Linked DNA regions of Anas platyrhynchos: region 2 is linked to region 1. A link is a contact called in public Hi-C data. All regions are on one chromosome and are shown on one strand. Each heading gives the region's core, a stretch centred on a gene start, on an enhancer-like site or on the middle of the called end of the contact. The rest is flanking DNA. Distances are from core to core; before and after follow the strand shown. Region 1 has its middle 6.5 kb from the start of ZSWIM2. Region 2 holds the start of CALCRL (calcitonin receptor like receptor).

Region 1 (5,271 bases), core at 1,899-4,398:
CAATGTTTTTTTTCATTGGGTATTATCATCCAGAAAATCTAACCCTGCATTTTTCTGGAAAATGCTCTGGTAAATGCATAGCCTGTCATCGTACAACATAAGCAGTCAAGCCACCTGAAAAAAATTCATTTCAGAGATCAGAGGTCCTCATCCCTGCTACAATATCCTTTGATATGTGCTGGAGGTGAAAACATCTGACCAGAGAAGTAATTTCATAGGATTTCTGATATTAAAAGTCTTAAGTTATCCCTGTATCAATATTATTTACATCAAGACAAGGTGGACAATGACACTGTGGCCTCACGGTGTAGGCTTTAGCAAAGGAATCATATTTGATGAAAGGCTGTGTGGTTTTTTTTAAACATGCTAGTACCAATAATACAAAAAGGGGCACAGCACCCTGTGGTGAGTATACTCTTAGGGTATAATAAATACACATACAATTATGAGTCAGGGAAGAATCCCTTCAAATCATATACCGTCTTCTGAAACGGAGTAGAACATCCTGTTTCTGTAATTATCAATAAAGCATATTTAACCGGTTGAATTTCCAGACACGTTACTAACATGCTGATAGTCTCAGAAGTGACAAAAGATAGTCCTACCCCAGATGTGTGAATTACTGGGCTGGTTCTTCTCAACACTCACCCGCCTGTATAGTACAAAGAGTTAATTTAATCATGGTAACAATTGCATAGAGAGTAAACAGAACAAAAATAAAACATGCTATTTAGTGGCTTTGGCATAGTTATCAAAGGAACAAAATGAGATTCTTGGGAGCTGTTGACAAGTAGACTGTGATAATCCTTACATTGACTATCAGGATGAATTGTGCCCTTTGGAACTAATCTACCTTGAAGCTTTCTGAAACACCTGCTGTATAATACCAAAGAAACCCAGCATAAGTAAATGGTTTTCATTAAATGTTACTTCAATATAAAGATTTCAATCACTTTGCTCTAATCATAATTTCAATTTTGATTCCCTTCATGATACATTTAAAAAAGCTTACATACAAGCACAACAGATCATCAAGCTGTTTCTAATCAAAGTCATAAATAATCAAAAAGATGCAATCTAAGGATGCCAAAAGTGTGTTCAAGAGAAAAAAAAAAAAACACCACCACTACAACAGAAACAATGATCTCAGATTTAAAAACATTACAGTTCACATCGTAATACTGTCCATAAAATTAAACAATGGAAAAATAATAGTAAAAAATAAGACCAGAAAGAAATATCCTAAATACCAAACAGCATTTATCAAACTCCTATTGAAAATCCCAAGGACTGACACAGGGGCCAAGACTGAATAAGGTCATCAGTGATAACCCAAAGGGCAGGACAAAGCACATCCTCAGTTAAGATTAAGGGATTGAAGCACCTGTCATATGAGTAGAGGCTGAGAAAGCTGGGACTGCACAAATAGATTTGAAGCTAAACAAATACCTGAGTGGGGACGGGAGGGAGACCTTGCCAGACTTTCCTTGGTGGTGTACACAAAAGGCAACAAGCACAGACTGAAATACAAGAAATTTAACCATAATTTAACCCATTTAACCATAAGATTATTTTTTTCTTTGAGAGTAGTCAAAAAGGTTTCCCAGAGAGACTGTAGACACTCCATCCTGAAAGATACTCAAAATCCAACTGGACAACCTCCTGGAGTCCACACTGCTTTGAGCAAGGGAGTTGCCATAGATGATCTTTGATGCTCCTTCCAACCTCAGCCACTCTCTGGTTCTGTGAAACTCACAAATGCACTGGTTCTGTGAAACTCTGCCTTATGCACTGTACACTTACCAAATATTTCAGCTGTTTTGATGATATTTATGCCATAGTGGGTGAGTACACCTATTTTAATGACAGCTTTATCACTTTCACAATATTAAGAAGAAAAACAAACAAACAAAAACACTTGAAATCCTTAAAGCTCAACTGGAAATTGGCAGCCAGCAATGTTTATATTGCCCTCTAATGCCCTTCCCAAAATGGATAATTAGGAAAATTCAGAGACATCAGATGTGTTTGGAAATCTTTTTTCTTCAGAGCATCTCCAATGCTTCCAATTTGCAGGTATATATAGTTAGGAGCTTCACTGTAGGTTACAGAGATAAGCAATTCAAACTTTTGAGGAGTACTGAATGACTGAAGTCTGCAGTAATGTTACAGACCATTATATCAATCCATGTGAAATTGTTCAAGCACTATCACTCATTTCTGGAGTAAAACAGTAGAGACTGACAGGATACTGATTATGTAGATATGTACAGAAGTGACTGAAGGGGAACAGCAATAGCTACTTGCCACTATGGACCATTTCTCATAGATGTTGAATGCAAAATCAAGCAAATACTGCTTATTACCTTTATTCTCCAGCCAAGGGCAGTGATCTAAGGGAATGTTTAAACCCAGTAGGCTTTAAGGACAGCCACTGACCCCAACTAGTGCTGTCCCTCAGGTTAAATGAAAAGTTTTACCATGGCCTCTAAGCTTCAGTTGCTGCAAAACTAGTTTCCTGTTCTTGGTATCCTCTGCTTGACAGACTGGCAGAATAAGAATTCAGAAGTTTAGTTTTAAAGTCCTGACATAGTCTTATCTACTAATCCATCCTGTTTTCACAAGACTTTGATATCTGCTTACTTTGCAGATAGGATTCCAAAGTGCCAGCACACAGGCACTGGGTGCTGTATCTGTACTTCTGGATGGCTAGAGCTGAAGTGCTGGTTTCACATTTAAATTAATCTAGAGATCTCAGTAGATAACATGGCCCTTTTAAGGCCCTTCTGAAAGTGTAGTAAGCTCTAAGTGTCTCTACTGGAAGTGTGAAAACAAAGATATAACAAGTAGAGAGAGTGATGGGACATTGCAGTAGGACAGTTCACTGAGGAAGTACTACACTCACTTTATTCCCCATTCCTCACTTATTTCATGAAGGTGTGAGCAGTAGACCTAGCTCTACTTCTGTAGCCCTCTCTTCCCACAGATATCCTTTGTAGCATGTTATTTGTGGTGCAGCCTACAACTTCCAGGTAGCAGCTCTCCATTGCAGCAGAGCCTCAGCTAACTGGTCCTTGGAGACGGGAGTTGGAACTCAGTGTGCCTGCCCTGATTTGTTCTGTGCTGAGCAAAGGCCAGAGGATGGGAACTCACATAATGTGTTGGGAAGACTTTCCTGAAGCAGTAAACAATGTACCGGAAGCAGAAGACAAGCTGCGAATGGATCCAAATTTAGCACTAACAAACAGTTCCAAAATACTGCTTATCAGTGATAAAAATATAAAGCTCCTATTAAGCTGATTTCATATTCCAAAGTTACAGAGGAATGGAAAACTCACTTTTACAAATACTAAAATGATGCCTATTAAGCTGATTTCATATTCCAAAGTTACAGAGGAATGGAAAACTCACTTTTACAAATACTAAAATGATGCCAACACTGACAGTATTACATGATATGAGCTTGCTGACATATTGTGTACCATTTTCATCTTCATAACAGCACACTGTATGTTAAATAAGAGAAATCTAGAACATTTTTTTAGGCAAATAGCATCCTCTTTGTTAAGTGGCAACATCAAATTTTATCTGTTAAAATGAATTTTGTGTTCAGTTCCTTATCAATTAATCCCATTACAGCTTTGCTTTTCACTGAATAACTATTCTTTTAACATTATGCCCCAACTCAGGATATGCCTCCTGTAAAAGGGTATATAATACTACTTTGGCAGTAATATTATAAAACTAATCAACAATAAGTAACCATGTTACCCTGATACTGAACCATACAGTATTGTTGGATTATAATATTATTAGCCAGATTCTACCTTAGCAGAGCTCCATCAGCTTTTAACTAACCTTATGTTCTTCCTGTATTTGTACTTTGTTGAACACAAGCAGGCTCACAGCTTCCTGTGTGATGGTGATAACATATGTCTGACTTTGTTGTTGGCAGCTGGACTGAAGAGGAAGACAATGCCCTTTGACCTGTGAAAAGTGGTATAAAGCTTATCAGATCCTCTCCAGATATCACTGAAGGAAATGGGCTGGAAGAGCTGTCCCCACATAGGAAATATATATAAAAACCTGTCAGTGCTAATTTTTTGGTAATGCCATAAAAAATGTACTTTTGCAAAAAAAAATAAAAATAAAAAAGCTGCTGGACAATGTCATTTGTGCAAACTGATCTGAAGTAAAAGTGGAGAGGAAACATTATATCCCACACATTAAAATTAGGTTCACATTACTTGAAATGACTCAGTTAGTAGTATCAAGACTACTTCACTTTCCAGTGCCAAAATAAATTTTTCATAGTCATTATTTCTCTGCTCCAATTCTGAAATAGACCTTTAAAGGTCACATATTGTATCAAACATTATACACAACTTTTCCCACTAAACAGTTCATTCAGGGGTTTTGTTTATCTTCAAGGCCTTCTAAATTAACTGTAGTAAAGTACAATTATAACCAAATTCTTCCTTCTGAGGTACTCAGTCTGCAGATCTGACAGCACCAGTTAAACAGTCATTTTTCAATATTTCCACTGACATAACAGGGAACATTTCTAGTCATTTCAACGTGGGTTGGATGCAAGAAGAAAATAAGTAAATAAATAAATCTCATCCTTCATCCCCATGTTAGGTAACCACAAGAAAAACAAAACAAAAATAAAACAAACTCTGCAGTTGTCAGATGAGGTCTCAGCAACTTTAGCACAAAATTTTTCATGGATATAATTTCAATTTGCATTGGCTTTGTTACATTTACACCACCATTAATATCCAGCAGCATGTAATAAAGCTTTGTGTTCCGTGCTCAGCACCCTAATCCTATTAAACAATGGTACATTAAGAATAGTTAAATCATTTGGTAGTCAGGAAATCACACTGGGTATCATACCAATGGTGTCAATATTTAAGAATGTAAGTAAGAGTAAATATTATTCCCATAGTACTTAAAAAAAGAGAGATTGTTGGCAAGCTGAACATGCAATGTTCCACTGCTAATCTGTCTCAGTTTATCAAGGCTGTGCTCCATTCCAGTATCTGTCAGAAACAAGCTTCATATTTCTGGTGGAGAGGAAGAGGGGAAGTAGGTTTTTCTGATTTGTGTCCCCCTCCCCTTCCCCTTATATTCATAGTTTCTGATATTTCTGCTATTATGTGGAAAGAATGCAGCTAGCTGATCTGCCAGATATTGGTGCTTATGTTGGTTTACCCAGAATCTACTCTTTGGTGCCAGGAGATCACTGAAATCAGTGTTCTATTGAAA
Region 2 (4,829 bases), core at 1,313-3,812, 210 kb before region 1:
ACATCAGAGATCCTGGATACTTTTACCTTGTATTTGATTGCAAAAAGTCTAGCAGTAATTAGAAAAATTAACTTCATTATCATAAATATTTACCATATTTTTAAAGCTGTCCGAGATTAATTTATTTCACGCTATGCTCTACAGGTAGTTTACTTGAAACTCCCCTAAGTGAATTTGAGTGCTATCTCCTGCCACAGAAACAGCAATTTTAACACTAAATTTATAGGAAACAAACCTTGCTTTCAGGATAAGTTTTTGTTGGCTTTTGGAATTTGAAGAGAGAATAACATTAGCTGATATTTTTGGTAGTCATAACATGGTAGATGCTTATGTAAAATATCTTGGATTTTCAGAACAGAATTAAATTTGCCACTGAATTTCATATAATTTTTTAAGTTCTCAAAGCTTCAAATCTCATATAAAATATAAACATAACAGAAAACTGGTTAATGACAGTGTTGTCTCTAACCTTTTTTTTTTTTTCCATGTTATTTCTAGAACCACCTGCTATCCCTTCTTTGTGCATGACTCCTATGGATAAAGGACTTTGTAGAGCTAAAGAGACAAGATTTTTCTACAACTACTCAACTGGAAGATGTCGCCCATTTAACTATAGTGGTTGTGGTGGGAATGAAAATAATTTCACCTCCAGAAAGTCGTGTTTGAGGATCTGCAAGAAAGGTATGGGAAATGATACTGCCACAGAGAATCACAAGAGGTAAATATTATGCACTCTATGGGCTGAAACGTTCTTGCAACTTTTGGTAGTAAGTATTGGCCTGATAAAATGTAATAGCTGAAAGTCTTAGCAAAGTGCAACTGGTAATCAGAAGAGAGAGCTAGAGAGAGAAGGATGGACGCTAAAATACTGTGTACAAGAGCAGACATCTTGACCTTGGTCAGGCAAATGAAGACTAGGTAAGACAAAATGTTCTTTTTTCTCTTTTTTTCAAGAATATTTCTTGAAAACAAGATGTCTCATTTCTGATTATCTTGGATGTGTTAGTCGTACAGCATCTTAACTTACTCTTTCATTTTACCTTCAGGATTCATTAAAAATAAAGGTGGAAGAAGAGTAATAAAAATTAAGAGGAAGAAAAAGAAACTGTCAGTAACGGCTTTGGAAGAGGAAAGCATCCCTGAAAGAATACAACTTTGATTTTATGGAAATGGGAAGTAAACTGCTCTTCACCTGTGAATGAAAGCCTCTAGTGTACCCAATTTAAATATATGTACTGTACTCATTATTTAGGTTGCATATTATTAAGCTGTTTATGTTTTTGTTATGTATGCCTCCTTTACATTAATAAACATTACTTTGTACTTTGGAAAAGAGCACTTAAAATGTAGTTTGACTATATCATTGCTAGAGATGAAACAGGACAGAACAGGTTATGTGGGCATAGAACTCATAACAACTAAAAAGTAGGCAAGATTCAAATTTACTTTATTTCCCCATTCTTTTCTGAAATCTATTTTGGTCCTAAAAAAGAAGAATAAGGCTTGTCAAAGAGCAATCACTTGTCAAGTATGATTATTTCAATCTTAGATTAAAAGATGAGTCTACTGATAAAAAGAGGAAATAGACAATGGATTTTATATGGATTTAAATTAATCGTATTTATTTTGGGATATGCAAGCTAGATGCAACTCCACTGAAATGCATAGAATTAGGCTTGTCAAATGAACGTGAATCAGAATTAACCCACCAAAAACATAAAGAGAATGTTCAAGTTGTAAATGTGTGACACAATGTGACAGAAATTTACAAAAAAAAAAAAATATATAAATATATTTGTTGGGTTCATCAATTTATCCTTGTTACTGAAGTAGATTCATGGCTTGCTATTTAATAATTTCTGGAAATATGTTTTCTTGGGGGGAAAAAAAGAAGGAACAAAACCCATTCATAGATGAAGAAATCAGTATAGTTGCTTTAGTGGTAACAGTACATTTCTTCTCTAGTTGACTTTGTTTGTTTATCTGGGGGGAGGGGGAGGTCTTTTGCTTCTGTTTGTTTTTGGTTTCTTGTCATTGTGGGTGGTTTTGTTTGCTTTAAGACTGACATGAAATAGTGGTTCAATTCTTGCCCTTCTCCCAGACACCTCTCTGATCTGGGTAGATCTTTTCTAACAAGATATTTTTCTTAAAGGAAAGAAAAAAGAAAAAAGTAGTTGGTTTCTTGTAAGGTTCACAGAAATGCCCTACTGCCTATGAAACAGAAGATAGGATACATTTTTCAAAAATATCCTTCTATATTCTTTGATGCTGAAAATCTTTTTTTTAATGTATGATGTTTTCTGTTTGTGCTTAAGACTACTGAGGATACTTACACTGCTGTTTGTGAGAAGCAATGTGAAAATACATATCTGAAGTAGATGTGAGGGGCTCAGACACTACAGCAAGGAACAACAACAATGACAAAATAATACATGATCTGTTGGGCTAACCTGCCTTTGCCTGAGCGCTACAATTACATGTGGTATCAGAAAGCCTCTGGGTTTTTTATATACCCAATGAACTTTGGACTAACTCCAGAAAAAGGCTAATCTTTACTGCTGAAAATTAAAGCATTTATGCATTCTAAATATCTGAGGGGGTAAGTAAAAGTTTTTTGTTTGTTTTAATGCTGAAATTCTTATTTCTGGTACCTAAATTATTTCATGATTCTCTTAATTTATGATCTACTAAGTGTGATTTGAAAAATGCTCGTGAATCTGAAGTATAGACCAAAAAATGCTTATGTAGAGTCTCATCATATGAAATGTAGGAGCACCACAGACTTAAACTGCAATAACTATAAGAATCAGACAAGTGCATTTCTGACAGAGGAAACCTATAAACTCCATTTAGACACTTAGACACTGCTAAAGACTTGCAGTGTTGGTTCTTCACAAAACTAATTTGGTGCAAGTGTCACTACCTACTACGTTCAATTCCAGCTTGATGCCTTCCAGTTCTAGTTCACTGTTTTTATTGACCTTACTCTCCATGTATCTTCTGTACTCCATAGGCTAGGAATCTAGTCCGTAGTTCTGAGATGCAGCACACAGTAGCAGAGCAGGAGGTTAAATACTTGGGCCAGCCAGCATTTGTCATTGCAGATAAGTGGAAAGCCTGTGGTTTAAACTGTTCCTAGGCCTTTCCACTTGAATTAGCACAGTACTGCACATTGCCTCCTAAAGCAGAAGCTGCTTAGGCACACTAGGTACAGGAGGTGGAAGCCTTACCAATGTGCTGAACACCCCATTAATGCCACAGTTACCCTGTTGCTGCATTGACTCTGGCATGTGTCTGCCTGGCTAAGAATGCAGGTAAATTCACAGGTGTCTGCACCTTTGCTTGCATGAACTTTATGATGAAGGCAGTAAATATATCTAATCTTCCACTCTTAGTCATTAAAATTTCCTGTGGACTGCTGGTATTACAATTTAAGTAATCACTAGATAGCATGATGTACTTAGGAGTGGAGACAGAACTGAATTTGGTGCGACTGCTTCTCCAGCAGCTTAGGGACTCAGTAAGGATATTGTACGTGTATGGTTTCAGATCAAAGCAAAAGAGAGAGTGCCAAGTACTGCTGGATAAGTATCACATTTACAAGAGCCTCCTCCTGTCACTGGTCTCTGACAGAGAGGCAGGGCTATCCTAAATACTGCATTAAAATCCTCTGACAAAGATATGTGATATTCCCTAGCATGATTTTGAGGTATTTGAGCATGATTTGCATTAAACTAAAACCTCTTTTAGAGCTTTCATGTGTAAGAGAACGAAACTTGTGTTTGCTTTTTTTAGCAGCAGGAGTTCAACATTCAGATAACTCCACTATTTATTTGAATTTGCATTATTGGCAGCATTTCTTCTTTATAGAGAAAGTGTTTTTTCTCAATATCAAGCCCATATAGAGATGGCTGGGCAGCACTTTTTCTCAGGAACTTTCCTGTGCCCAGCTTCAGTGGCTGTAACTGCACCTGTAAATCTCACATTTTTTTTAGGTGAGATGGGACTCTGAGCCTTGCGGGGAGTGTGGGGGGGGTTAGGAGTAAGGGGAAAGGGGGTTGCCCATAGTGTCTCTTAAAGCAGCCCACCAAAAAGACTAATGATTATTAGGGTTTGGTTTTATGAGATTATAACCTAGAACAATGATCTTTCTTAAAGAGAATATTCTGAATGAGACAGTAGATACGCTCCATCCTTGGAAGTGCTCAAGGCCAGGCTGGATGAGGCTTTAAGCAACCTGGTCTAGTGGAAGGTGTCCCTGCCCGTGGCAGGGGGGTTGAGCTAGATGGTCCCTTCCAACCCAAACCATTTTATGATTTAAGATATCAGTTCATATAAAAGAATCGATGCATTTGTTTCTATACATATTGCCATTTGTTTGTCCATAAATCATCCTTTCTGTCCCTGCAGAAACCTGGCTGTGTGGCTGCTTCCCAATTCTAAGTCTCCTGCTTGCTGAGCTCTCCTGCAGACTAACAGGTTCTCCTCGCTGAGCATGCTCTGTTGCTCTGTGCAGTCTTTTCTTCCAGAACCGCTATAGCTAGGAGAGGACTAACAGGTACTCCCCCATGCTCTCTTACCCCCTAGTTACACAGTAGTAAGAAACTTTGCATGCATTTATTTTTTAGTAATAGAGATTGAACTAATGATTATTTGGGAAAACTATTTTGTCATTGCTGAGACAGAAAAAAGCTACAAAGTTACAGCATCTCAACATAAATCAACTCTACTAACCAAGAAACCATTACGAAGAGATTTGTCTTTTAGACTTATTATGTAGAGTTCAGTCAAGGGAAAAAAAAAAAAAAAAAAAGCAAACAAACAAAAAC

What was found. A called contact is a pair of places that touch in the nucleus more often than the background predicts.
Region 2: a Hi-C map of subcutaneous adipose tissue shows a contact between it and region 1, with 2.7 times the contacts expected there. The contact joins the promoter of CALCRL here to the enhancer-like site in region 1. A contact is called at or near these places in 5 of 8 Hi-C or Micro-C datasets (F1 follicle, liver, skeletal muscle and 1 more).

What each region holds. Positions count from the first base shown.
Region 1 is chr7:34,816,923-34,822,193 of IASCAAS_PekinDuck_T2T, reverse strand. No RefSeq gene overlaps it. Among named protein-coding and RNA genes, the nearest start is that of ZSWIM2, 6.5 kb to the right of the region's middle. Within about 2 kb of position 3,148, at least 1 of the 8 cell types and tissues checked has an H3K27ac peak or open chromatin away from gene starts, as enhancers often do. A contact at or near this core is called in subcutaneous adipose tissue, where this site is marked.
Region 2 is chr7:35,024,806-35,029,634 of IASCAAS_PekinDuck_T2T, reverse strand. It overlaps CALCRL (calcitonin receptor like receptor), which reads left to right and starts at 2,562. Exons shown (of 13, transcript XM_038181881.2): 1 at 2,562-2,599. The coding sequence starts at 2,577. It overlaps TFPI (tissue factor pathway inhibitor), which reads left to right. Exons shown (of 11, transcript XM_038181885.2): 10 at 499-681; 11 at 1,047-1,335. The coding sequence ends at 1,159.